2 separate regions of the Rattus norvegicus genome follow, and region 2 is linked to region 1. A link is a contact called in public Hi-C data. All regions are on one chromosome and are shown on one strand. The core of a region is the stretch at or near the end of the contact, and the rest is flanking DNA. Distances in the headings are between cores, read along the strand shown. Region 1 holds the start of Dbt (dihydrolipoamide branched chain transacylase E2). Region 2 holds the start of Mfsd14a (major facilitator superfamily domain containing 14A).

Region 1 (6,501 bases), core at 2,957-5,456:
CCATGTTCCAGGTGCTCGAAGCTTTCATAAACGTTCCCTTCTGTCCAGCTCACATTATCTCCTGGAAGATATACCTGATTGCCATCACAGGAGAAGGTGACAGAGAAGTTATTTGTTCTGGGTCACACTGCAATTAAGTGGCAAAATTAAGCTCTAAAGCCAAGTAAGCTTGACTTCAAAACTCAGGCTCTTCTTGACCCATCGCGCTGCCAGGAGAAAGAGCCCTTTCTTTCCACGCTATAATCTAGAAGAGACGATTCTTTCTTTTCTCCAAAGCATGCTCATGTGTGCTCTTGTTAGTTATAATAAGAAATTACAGGCCAAAGAAGTAGTTGTGGGGAAGGCGCTTATGTGGTGAAGTGGAGGAGGGTTAGCGTGACCTTGGAGAAGACTTAAATGGGCCTTGCACACCGAGCATGAATAATAAGGACACTTCTAAGGCACAGGAAATGATGTAAACACCAAAACTGCAGCAGGAATTTGATTAGCAGTGCTGAAGGAGCAGGAAGAAGCTTGATTTGGTAACCGGATTTGTAAAGGAAAGCAGTGTGTACTCGAAATGGTGGCTGGATCTGAATGGCAGGACGAGTGGGGATATATGCATTGGAGGGTAGGAGTGCCACTAGAGATAGGATGAGGAAACAGTCTACTAATAACTCACAGGATAGGTTACTATAGTTAAAGAAAGAGGCCAAGGCAGGATTGTAGTTGTTGACACAAGAAACACGGGTTCCTGAATGACCTAATCAACAGGGACTGAGAAAGGGCAGCCGAGTCACAATATTACATAAAAAAAAGGCAACTGGATGGCTTTGACAAGAAAGAGAGGTGAGATTAAAAGGTTAGCAAAAGCGAAAAGATTAAAAGACAATACAAAGGAGGAAAAATGAAATTTTAAACCAGAGGAGGCATATCCCCTGTCCCCACTGAATCATACTAGTTAAAAGTAGAGGCCAGGTGGTAGTGGCTTTTTTTAATCCTGGGACTGGAACCCAGAGGCAGGCAGATTTCTGTGAGTTCAAGGTCAACCTAGTCTACAAAGGGAGTTCTAGGGTTGGGGATTTAGCTCAGCAGTAGAGCGCTTGCCTAGCAAGCGCAAGGCCCTGGTTCGGTCCCCAGCTCCGGAAAAAAAGAAAAAAACAAACAAACAAAAAAAAAACAAAAAAAAAAAAAGGGAGTTCTAAGACAACCAAGGTTATACAAAGAAACTATCTCAAAAACAAAAACCAAACAACAAAAGAAAAAAGGTAAAACAAAAACTTCTTTTTCTGAGTCATTCAACAAACATTTATGGGCTGTGGTTCCATACAGAAGGAGACACACGTGATTCCTGTCCACATGCACTGTCCAGCAGAATGAAAGATAAAGCAAAGTGCACAGGCCATTAACACAGTCGCAGAGGATGTTCTAAGGGGACCTGGCTGGAGAGAGTCAGCTTGAAGTGAGACTGGAGATTGAGTGGGAGTAACCCAAGAGAGGAGAAGTGTTGCAGATGAGGCAAGAGTCTTTGAGGCAGAGGAAATATGTGAGCAAAGGTCTGGAATCAAGAGAGCACAGTGTGTACGCTGGTAATTGTTTCATAGAGTTCTCTGTGCAGTAAGTGGGGACACTGTCAGGGCTGGGGCTGGAGTGAGGTGTGTGTGTGTGTGTGTGTGTGTGTGTGTGTGTGTGTGTGTGTGTGCGCGCACACTCTAATCTCTTTTTCATTGCTGTCTATAATCAATGCCCAGTTAAGTGGTTAGAATAATAATAAAAAACCAATTACTTTCAAGATAAAGGTATGGTACTGGTGATCATGCAGTTAGGTGAAATAAACTATATTCACAAAGGCAGATGTCGAATGCTGTCTCGTGTCAAATTTAAGAACGGATGCATGGAAGAGGAACAATTAAGGATGTGGCAAAGGAAATCAAGAGTGGGCGATAAGAGATAGTAACATGTAGAATAAACAGGTCTTCGATAAAGAATGATGCTTGAGGGGTCAGAGAAGCCAGATCATAAATTTCCTCAGTCATGCAGCTTTGGGACATTTTTTTAAAAGATTACTCTTAAACAAGAACATGGCATAATCTAATGTGTGCCTCATTTTATAAGATCATTATGGCGGGCCTGTGGGAAATGAACTACAAAAGAGGCCGATCAGAGGCAAGAGACCCAATTAGGGAAGACTAAGACATCTGTAATTAAGAGCAAGGTGGCAAATAGGAGCTAGAGTTCCTCAGAGTGGGAAGCTAGAATCAAGAGAAACAGGTTTGAAGGGTCTATTCTGGAGCCCAGAGTCTGTATCCCTGAGGCATTATGGCACAGTGTGAGATGGCTAAAGGCTAGCTTTTCCAAGCTCCCCTGTGCTGACAGTAGCCATGCAAAAGTTGCTGGTTGTACCCTTCCTCCGTCCTGCCTTAAATACCCAGTGAGTTGTTGCAGCTCCCTTATGGCCATCAATGTATGGGAAAGGTCAAATGAACTAATGAAATGTCAGCCCAGATAATGACAGCCATGTATGTCACCTGTAGTCTATATGCACACATGGTGTCCTGTTCATTCACTGGATTTGTGTTACCTGCACCTCATATTGTGCAACGGCATCTCTTGGACAGCAGAATATATGACCTATTTGGAGGACTAGAGAATGCCAGGGAACCATTAGCACAGCTGGTGACTATACGCAAAGGAGTAGGAGAGAGAATGCAGGAAGTAGGGAAGTGCAGAGGGCCAAAGCCAGGGATTTTTTGTTGCCATTGTTGTTGTTGGAAGTAGTCACACATCACTTAATGATAGGTCTGTGTGACACATGCTTGACTCATGCTTACACACACCAACGGCTTCACGTATTGCCCACCTAAGCTATAGGCTAGCTCTGATACTACAAACCTGTCCGGCATGTCACTGTACTAAACACTGTGGGCAACTGTCACGCCATGGTGTCTGTGTATCCGCACACAGCAAAAGATGGAAAAGGTCATGGGAACTTTTCAGAACTAATGGGAGAACTGTTGACGAAGTCTTTGCGTGGTACTTAGAAGCTGGAAAGGAAAAAAAGGGCAGTGGAATCAACAGCTGCGGGTGGAAGGTGAGGAATATCGGTAAGCTGGTGTCTCAGAGTGAGAGGGAGAGCTCTCAGAAGGGTTGCCAATAATACCTAGTAAGGCGCTGCTGACAGAAGTACTCTTCTGCTGCCCAGGTCCTACTTCTTTTACAGTCTCCTTACTTACTACCCTCCAGGAATTCCTCTCTGAGCCCCACTCCTCCACAGGTGTCCACCCCCAAGTGTCACAGTAGCTCTGAGCACTTGCTCCATAATAGCACTTCTCTCTAAAGCCGTGGCTTTCTGTCTCTCCTTGCTTCCCTCCTCCTGTTCTCCTTTACTAGGTTACAATCTCAGGAGGAAAGGGATGATGGCTGTCTGCTATAGTGATATGCCCAGTGCCCAATACACACAGCAGGCTGGAAAAAGGTGTGAGAGAACAGGAGGCCACCACTAAAGGAACATCTTGGGAAATGGGTGAAGTCGGTATCCAAGAAGTTATGAAATTAGGAAGAAACAGGATACTTAATGGGATACATCCACGGTTGTTGCTAAAAGCCTGTGAGTGAGGACGAACTGCAAATGGGGGTGGTATATCAATGATAAAAAGTTGGAACGACATGTACTGTGGACTAAGGAGAGAAGTGCAGCCCCGGCTGAATCCCAAGCTAGAGGGTACAGACTTCCTTTTCTCTTCCTCTACACTGAAAATTGCCTGAGGTCACGTTAATAGTGCCAGCGTCTGGTGCACAGTGGGTACTAAACAAATCCCAAAAGAATATATCACTGTATCTGCAGTGCCTATCACAGTGCCTGATATCTAGAAAGTACTCAAGCAAAGTTAAGCAGGTGAAAGGCCAGGATGTGGGTACCGCTGGAAGGAAAGTTAGTCGCCCAAAGCTAATCGCCAGAGAATCGCGCCCGGGGACGGGAAAGGAGTGAGTTTCCAGCCTTACTGGCGCGCCACCTTCTCTGCGCTTCTGATTTGCATGCATCCTTCCATCACTTGCTCACAGGACGCGAGGCATTCGGAAAAGAAAGCAACACACCACTCCAGGTAACATCTACCAAATCACTCCTTCCCAACCTTAGACCTATCCAATCCTGCTTACCAATCTGACAGCGTTCCGGCTCCAGGTCCCCAGCACACGCGCTGCAGCCATCTTACTCCGGAAATAGCCACCAGCACACAGCTGGGAGAGACGCCTCCTCCAGGCGACCAATCTCAAGAAGCGAGACGCACCTCCCTGAGCAGCCAATAGGAGAGAAGGAACGAGCCTCCCACCCAGCGGCCAACCAGGGCGCGGGGCGGCGCCCACTGAATCCCCCCAGGCGAGGTGTAAAAGGAGTGAGGGAGAGAGAGGGTACAAATGGGGAGGAGATCAGCTCAAATAGCCAGGTTTGGGGGTGTTAAGTACACGCGCACCAACAATAAATCTTTTTAGTTCAGATAATGGAGAGAAATCATGTTTAGGAGCTGTAGAGACATGTGTTCAGTCTCCAGCACGAGTATCAGGTAGCTCCTAACAGCCTGCAATTCTCGTTCCAAGGATCCGACGCTCTCTTCTGGCCATCTCCGAGCACCTGCATGCATGTGCTGTACGAGCATACAGTTGCACCCACACATATATAAATAAGGTTGTTTTTTTTTTTTTAAAGGACTATGTTAAGGGCACACAAGAAGGGGCATTAATTGAAGATCTGAGGGGTCAGTAGCAAATTGTCCTTTCTGGTGTTGTGCTGTAACTGCAATAAGGGCAGAAAAATAGGATGTTTCTCTATTTTGAAGCACTCACTGCTTTTTCCTAAGTCCACACAGGAACACTTCTCCGTGATTAGGAATTCCTCCTCCCGTGTAGTGTCCTTGAGACTGTTGAAATTGACTTCTCACATCTAAAATAAGCAAGTCGTCAGGGCTGGAGAGTTGGCTCAGTGGTTAAGAGCACTGACTGCTCTTTCAGAGGTCCTGAGTTCAAATCCCAGCAGTCACATGGTGGCTCACAACCATTTATAATGAGATCTGATGCCCTCTTCTGGCGTGTCTGAACACAGTGACATAAATAAGTAAATAATAAATAAATAAATAAATAAATAAATAAATAAATAAATAATAAACCATGTCATCAATTTGTCTTTGAGTCTTAGAGAACGGGGTCAGAAGCAACAGCCCCGTTTAAGAAACCCCATCACAAGGGGCTGGGGATTTAGCTCAGTGGTAGAGCGCTTACCTAGGAAGCGCAAGGCCCTGGGTTCCGTCCCCAGCTCCGAAAAAAAGAACCAATAAAAAAAAAAAAGAAACACATCACAAATGTATAATTTATGATTGCCCCTTGAAGAAATGTCAAATTGAGCTCAAATGGAATGGGTAAAGGAAACATCTGAAACCCGGCACTGTGAGGGTGCATGTGGGTAGGGAAGGCAGAGCTTCACATTGTGAATCAAAGATCAGTCAACAACAACAACCACCACCAAAGCAAGCGGGATAGAGAATGAGGGAACTAGGACTTTCTTTAATAGGTGGTATATAAATGTATTTCACTTGCCCTTGCCTCTTAGAGAGAATAAAAATCTGCAACAATGTTTAAGGGGTTAGAGAGAATGAAACCGAAGGAAATAGGGGGCGATATAAATCCTCAGCACTGGAAAGTCAGTGTTTGTGAAACCAAAATCTCAGGTTATTCACAAGCTGTTTAACTTTACACAGATGCACTATTTTTGTCAGTCTGTGTAACACACATACATCTATGGTAGGCAATGAATATAAATCATTGCCTTTAACAGAAAACCTGCAATAGCCAGATGTGGTGACGAAAGCCTTTGATCCCAGAGGAAGATAGATCTTTGTGAATTTGAAGCCAGCCAGGACAACAAAGTGAATTCCAGTATAGCCAGGGCGGTGAAACAGAGAAACCCTGCCCCTCAAATTGCAATAATCAGAAGAACCTGATTTTAAAAACTTGTCCCATTAAACTTTTTATAGGCACATTGAATAGGCTTCATGATCTTCTATGCTCCTGCTTGTTTACCAAGAGACAGGAGTTGTTCCTATCAAGTGGAGAATCAGCTCTTGACAGATACTATGTAACTTTCTTCCTTTCAGGTTTCACTTAATTCTATCTTACTTTTAGGAAACAACTAGTTTATCCTCATACCTCAGTAGATCCTGTTTCCATATTTGATTATGTTCTTATCTTTGTTTGTAGTCGGGTTTTGGAACCTATTTACTAGATCAGAATGGTGTATCGCTAACTAGTGCCAAGTGATGCAATTTTTGACTCCAACTGTGTTTTGGTTAGTGAGACTAAGAGGGAGGGAGGGGCCCAGAGAAAAAAAGGAGGGGCCTAGGGAAGAAGGGAGGGAGGGACCCAGAGAAAAAAAGGAGGGGCGGGGAGGAAGGGAGGGAGATAGTAAGACAGAGACAGACACTGTAAACTGAACCTAGGGCCTTGTGCAAGCTAAGCAAGCCCCCTACCATG
Region 2 (6,501 bases), core at 2,169-4,668, 130 kb before region 1:
TAGTTTGATTTTTTTCAGAGTCTCTCTGTGTACCACTGGCTGTCCTGGAACTCACTATGTAGACCGGATTGTCCTGGAACTCAGAGATCTACCTGCCTCTGCTTCTGAGTTGTGGGATCAAAGACCATAGGCTACCATGTTTAGCTATGAACTATTTTTTTTTAAAGATTTATTTTTTTATCTTCTGTATAGTTTCTCTGTTTTCACACCTACCAGAAGAGGGACTCAAATCCCATTAAGATTGTTGTGAACCACTGTCATGGTTTTTGTTATCTGTCTCCTTATAGTGAAACAGTTTGACTCCTAATATTAACATACTTTTATTGTGAATTTAAATGCAACAATACCGATATTCTAATGATAAACATACTGTATAAAATTAAGTTTACTTGCATTTTTTATTAAAGTGTAGCCTGTTCACTAAAGATGTACATTAAAAGCATCTATTTAAAATTTAATATACTTAAAAGCATATATTTAAAAGTAAGGCCAGGCATGCCAGCATACACTTTTTTTTAATTTAATTTTTTTTTCCACGTGGAGAAGTTTAATGAGAGAAGAAGAGTAGAAGAGGGAACAAGTAGAGGCTGGCCATGAGCACGTGGAGGGAAGGGGGGTATGGGGAGAGAAGGGACAGGGACAAAGAGGGCATGAGAGCAGAGAAAGGTAAGAGTTAATTGAATTTTTTATTCATTTTACATCCTACTCACTGCTCCCTCAGTCCTCCCCTACTTCTTCCCTTCATCTGGCATACCCTTTTGATCCCAGGATTCAGGAGGCAGAGGCAGGATGATCTTTGTCAGTTCTAGGACAGCCAGTCCTATGTGGTGTGACCCTGTCTCAAGAAAAAAAAAGGAATTAAGGTCTTCTCTGCATGGTTATTAGTGTAACAAAAATAAGTTCACTAGTTTTTATTTGTATAGTTTTATAAATTTAAGCTTTTATTGAATTCACCATTTTTTAAACCAGATTCAAAAGCTAAAACTATTTGAGTGAAATATTCTAGTTCACAGAGAAGTCTGCTTAGTTTGTCTGTCCCACTCCACTGGCAAGCGCCTTCCTTCTGTGGGAGTAGTGTCCACCAGGTTAGAGCTCGGTTCCTCTCGGAAAGGCGAACACATATGTCACTATATTACAGTGGTGAGGCTTTTTCTGAGGTCTACATATTCTCAGTGATCAACTCTACACCTACGTTGATTTGGGGCTCACCTCGCTAAGTTGTTTAAACTACTTTCATGGGCACTGGCTCTCACCTAATTGTCTATGTCCCTAAATTCAGTGAAGACTGTCATGCTTGTTCTACCCTGTCAGATTTTTATTAGTTGTGTTATTTTTATTTAGGGAACAAACATACTATTTTTTTAAACCGTAGTCTGAAAACAACTGTCAAGCACTATTGTAGGTATTCAAATTAGCTTAACTACCTGACAATAACTATATTTTAAAAGTAACTTTGGGGGTTGGGGATTTAGCTCAGTGGTAGAGCGCTTGCCTAGCAAGCACAAGGCCCTGGGTTCAGTCCCCAGTTCCGAAAAAAAGAAAAGAAAAAAAAAGTAACTTTGATAAAGCTGAAGAATGATTTTGGGAGGCCATAAAAGGTTGGAGTTACCATATTTTTTTTTCGTCTGGCTCTCATGTAGCCCATGGCTAACCTTGTACTTCCTGTAGAGGCTGTCCTTGAATCCTGGTCCGTCTCTTTCTACATCACAGATGCGTCCAAAATAAGCTCTCAGGATTAGATACAAAGTCTCTCCCACTCTCAGCAGCTTCAGGTTGGACGTCAAGATAGTTTCTATATGAGGATTTTATTTTTAAAGTAAGTATGATGAAAAATCTTACCACCCAAGATGCTTTTCTTTTCCCATCCATGAAACTTGGTTTATTTTCCATTCCTTGTCGGCATGGAAGTAGAAGGAACAGGACATCCAACCAGGTTTATTTTTAACGTTTTATTTTGAAGTTTACACAAAAGCTACAGTGACTCTCACATTCATGTGTGCCCCATACTTTCTCCTTTACCTTGTCTAATAGTTACTTATGCCATGTAACAAGTCTACCCCCGCCCATTTTTAAGACAGGTCTCATAGCCCACCCAGGCTGGTCCCAGATTTATCCTTGAATTTCTGACTCTCCTTCGTGCCAGGATCCAGGCATTCACTTCCATGATTGTTGGGGATAGAGTCCCCAGCCCTGTGCTTACAGGAGGAGCACTCCTAAAGAGACAACTACCCCACCCCAGTGAAGTGGCTAAGCTGGGTATTCCTAGCTGAAAGTCTCATAAAGTCTGCAGTCAGCTCAGGGCTGGACCAGGCATAGAGGGTCTGTTTCCGAGACAAACCACAAAGCTTTGTAGGTTTCAGCTCCACAGAGAGCGGCACCTCTCCATAGTTCCTCTGGTATTATGGCATAACAATCGACAACCCCTGACTGAAGTGAATGAAAAGCCTAGCAAAAACATGCACTAGTGCCTTTTATGACCTTTCCTCTGAGGTCAGTGCTGTCACTTCTGCTTTGCCCCGTTAAAACAGGGGCAGCACTAACAAGCCAGGAGAGGAAGCCAAGAAAGGATTTTCATTGAGTTTTTGAACATTACCATACTTAGAACCACCACATCCAGGCTCCCTGTTTCCACATCTCAGTTTGTCTCATTTCCCTTCATCGAACAGTTTGTGGGTGGATAGCATGCCCTGTGCTCGTTCACTACTTAGCACTGACGGTATATTTAAGAAAAAGGTTTTCATCAGTTACCAAAATGAAGACTTTGCCAGACATGGTGGCACATGACTTTGATCACAATATGAGAAGGTAGTCAGAGAGATTTCTGAGTTTAAGGCCAGCCTGATCTACACGATGAGCTCCTGCCTCAGATGTCAGCACTGAGCACATCATACTTCATATTCCACCTGTGTCTGCTCTTTCTACCAGTCTTCTAGTCAAAAATGATTTTTAAAACCCTATAAAGTATGGCATCTAGTTTGGACTGGTAGGGAATGTACTGCGGCTAGGGAGTGTGTAAGCCAGCATGACCTAGCTGAGCATCAGATCAACAGCTAAAACACCTCTACGTGCTACCGACCATCCTGGGAAACTTTCCCGTTCCCTTCTGTTCTGTTTTGGTGCCTGACCATCTGAGAAACTATTTGTCAGATCTGAGTAGGTAAAAACTTTTTGAAACTTGAGTTCTTTCATCTGTGAAGGGGAAACTGTTAACATAGCCACCACTCCGCACCTTAGAAGGGAGAAGATAGCTCAACCACCTAGCTCCACCGGGTCCCGGGGCACCTCCCAGTCCTCCGCTAATGCGGAGTTGGAGGGGCGTGGCCGCAGCGCGGGGGCGTGGCTGCGTCACGGGGGCGGGGCAGGCGACTCAGCGGATCGCACGATGTGACGCGCCGCCGGAGGCAGGCCGGGCCCTCAAGATGGCGGCGTGCGCCCTGAGCGGCTCGGCCCGGCAGTAGTGGCGGGACCGCACTCGCCGCTGGGGCCGCCCGCCCCCTGAGTGGCTGCTGCAGCGCCGGGAGTCGAGGATGGTAAAATGACCCAGGGGAAGAAAAAGAAACGGGCCGCGAACCGCAGTATCATGCTGGCCAAAAAGATCATCATTAAGGACGGAGGCACGGTGAGTGCTGGTTGAGCGCCGCAGGGCGGCCCCGGCGCGGGCCCAGCTCGCTCTTACCCCCGCTTCCGCCTTCGCCGGGCCGGGAGCGCCCTGCCCTCCCGCGCTGTCGGCGGTACCGCCGTCTCGGCCTGCGGTCTCCGCGGCCTGGCTCCTTTGGAGGCCGCTCGCACCTGCGACCCGGCGCTGCGTCTCCGGAGCCTGCGGCCTCGGCCCACGTGCTCCCGGCCTCGGGGAGGAGGCGTCGGTCCCTCGGCAGCCTCGCCAGGCCCAGCGCGGCGCGCGGGGAGGCTGGGCAGCCTTGCGCTCCGTATGCTGTGGCGGGTGGCCGCCGCTGCGGCCCGCTGGGCCAGGGTACGTGTGTTCCTTCGCGATCGCCAGGAGCCGGTGCAGCGGCTCTTAGCTCCTCCGCTACCTAGTCTAGGGATGGGCTCGCCTCCTCTCCCGGTGTCGGAAGCCTGACCTTATCTGGGGCCCCCATATCCTCTCCTTTAGAGAAATCATCACCTTGTACCTCAAAATAACAGTCTTTAGAATTGGTCTTGGCGTGAGGATCGGGGAAAAACTCTGGCAGGCGGGCTGAGGCTAAAAATGTGTGTTTTAGACTGTCGTTATTCGCAGAAAACTTTATGCTCTGTGCAGTAGGCTACCAGACGCCGATATAGGATTTGTCATTGGAAAAACAAACGTACACTTTGTGTTGTGCTGTGTGTTGTAGTGTTACACTCTGATCTTTGCTGAATCCTTTGGTATCACGTTCGGAAATAGAATGGAAAAGTAAGATGTGTCTCTGCCTTGAAGTTGCAGACATTGTTTCTTTCCATTTGTTTGTAGTTTAATGGAGCCTTGGTCAATGCTAGCAAAGCACTAAATATGTAAGTAGGCCACCACAGAGGATTTGCTGAAATTAGTTCGAAATAAATGACAACTTTCTTTTGACATTTGAGAACACGGCCTAGTCCAACTGCCAACATTTAGAAAGCTTTGGACATATGGAACGATTTCAGAATATGTTCAGTTAACTGTCAGATTTATTAGTTGTCATAGCTTTGACATTTATTGAAAAACGAGTTCAACGTTTTCCAGATCCTTTTTACTGTACCTGATCAAAGTATTACCTTGATAAATTCGCTTTAACTGTTTTGACCAAGTTCGTAGGAATTATATTGAGGGGAAAGAATATTGTCGTTGTCAGGTATAGAAAGATAAAATTTTACAAAGCATATTTTATAAAGCCATGTGATATTTAAGACCAATGACCAATGATTCTTGTCTTGCAAAAGACAAGAATCAAGCCAATTAAGAAGTAGACCTTTTGTATCGTAGTTTGGATTTTTGTTTGGTTTGCTCTGTAAAATATTTTTTTAATGAGATACTGAGGATCAAACTTAGAGCCTGTGTCAGCCTACAGATGATTCATTCCAGATTCTGACTTTGAGAAGAGATACTTGTTTTTGTTTTGTTTTTAAGATCTTAGGTAGCTCAGAATGACTTCAAACTTATGATCTCCCTACCTCTGGATTATAGGTGTGTGCCTGGCAAGGAGAGGCTTTGATTGTTTTAAGTATTTTTTTGCTATTTATAAAGATATAGCAAATTTGTGGCTTGCTTTAGTACACAAAGCTTTGGTACACAAAATACTACTTTTCACTAGTAAAAATGTCTTGGTGGCACACTAAATCAATGAATACTTCTCTTGAAGGCTGAGGTCTTAACAACACTGTCCTTTCCCACCTTACTATACTTCATTTTCCTTTTCATTATTTCTGAGCCAGGTGGTAATCCCAACACTCAGTAGGCAGAGTCAGGTGGATCTCTGAGTTCAAAACCAGTCTGGTCTACAGAGTGAATTCAGTTCAGCCAAGCTACATGGAGAAACCTTGTCTCAAAAAAACAGAACAAAGTGGGGCTGAAAAAATGGCTCAGCGGTTAAGAGCACTGACTGCTCTTCCAGAGGACCTGAGTTCAATTCCCAGCAACCACATGGTGGCTCACAACCATCTGTAATGGAATCCAATGTCCTCTTCTGGTGTGCCTGAAGACAGCTACAGTGTAGTCATATACATAAAATAAATAAATAGATCTTGAAAAAATAAAATATATATTGTAACAAAACCCCACAAAAACAAAGAAGTAAAATTTAAAAAAGAAGAACAAAGATTATTTATTTTAAAAAGTGTATAGACACAAACACACAGGAGTGTTTTTGCCTGAATGTATGTATTTGTTCAGTGTGATTGCCTGGTGCCTGAGGAGGTCAGAAGAGGGGATCACATCCTCGGGAACTTGAGTTACAAATGGTTATGAACTGCAGCGTGAGAGCTGAGAACCAAACACCAGGACTCTGTAGCAAGAGCAGAAGTGCTCAGTCACAATGCTAAACCACCTCTCCAGTGTCCGTTCTTAAGAGCCTTAGTATGTGGTTGGGTAGATGGATGGATAGCGTGTGTGTGTGTGTGTGTGTGTGTGTGTGTGTGTGTGTGTGTGTGTGTGTGTGCGCGCGCGCGCGCGCGTGCATGCGTGTGAGAGAGAGTATTTAGTTTTAAGATGACATTGCTTTCCTGCCTGTCTACATATAAATTACACTACTGTTGTGAACATGATGGTTTTTACATGTATGAATGTTGTCCTGCATATATGTCTCACCAGTGAGTGCGCAGACTTTGGAGGCGGGGGTGGGGGGGCATCAGATCCCATGGAACTGGAGTTAGGAGTCCCCAAAATCAAACCAAGGTCCTGTGGAAGAGCTGCTAGCAGGCAATCTTTACCACCGGACATTTTTCCAGGCCTCTTCCTCCTCTCCCTCCTTTGTTCAGGGAAGCAGGCTTTGGTTTCCTCTCGTGCGTTGTGTTGTGTTGTGGATTGCTGTAGAGCTACTGTACTGA

The links. Hi-C and Micro-C count contacts between places; a contact is called where the count stands out from the background.
Region 2: a Hi-C map of kidney shows a contact between it and region 1, with 2.6 times the contacts expected there. The contact joins the promoter of Mfsd14a here to the promoter of Dbt in region 1. A contact is called at or near these places in 4 of 12 Hi-C or Micro-C datasets (kidney, liver, mammary epithelial cells and 1 more).

The regions. Positions count from the first base shown.
Region 1 is chr2:207,164,365-207,170,865 of GRCr8, reverse strand. It overlaps Dbt (dihydrolipoamide branched chain transacylase E2), which reads right to left and starts at 4,206. Exons shown (of 11, transcript NM_053312.1): 1 at 4,138-4,206. The coding sequence starts at 4,188.
Region 2 is chr2:207,293,422-207,299,922 of GRCr8, reverse strand. Mfsd14a (major facilitator superfamily domain containing 14A) reads left to right here and starts at 3,418. Exons shown (of 12, transcript NM_001329200.1): 1 at 3,418-3,619. The coding sequence starts at 3,536. It overlaps LOC102548510 (a long non-coding RNA gene), which reads right to left and starts at 3,345. Exons shown (of 3, transcript XR_010063930.1): 1 at 3,230-3,345; 2 at 1,653-1,792.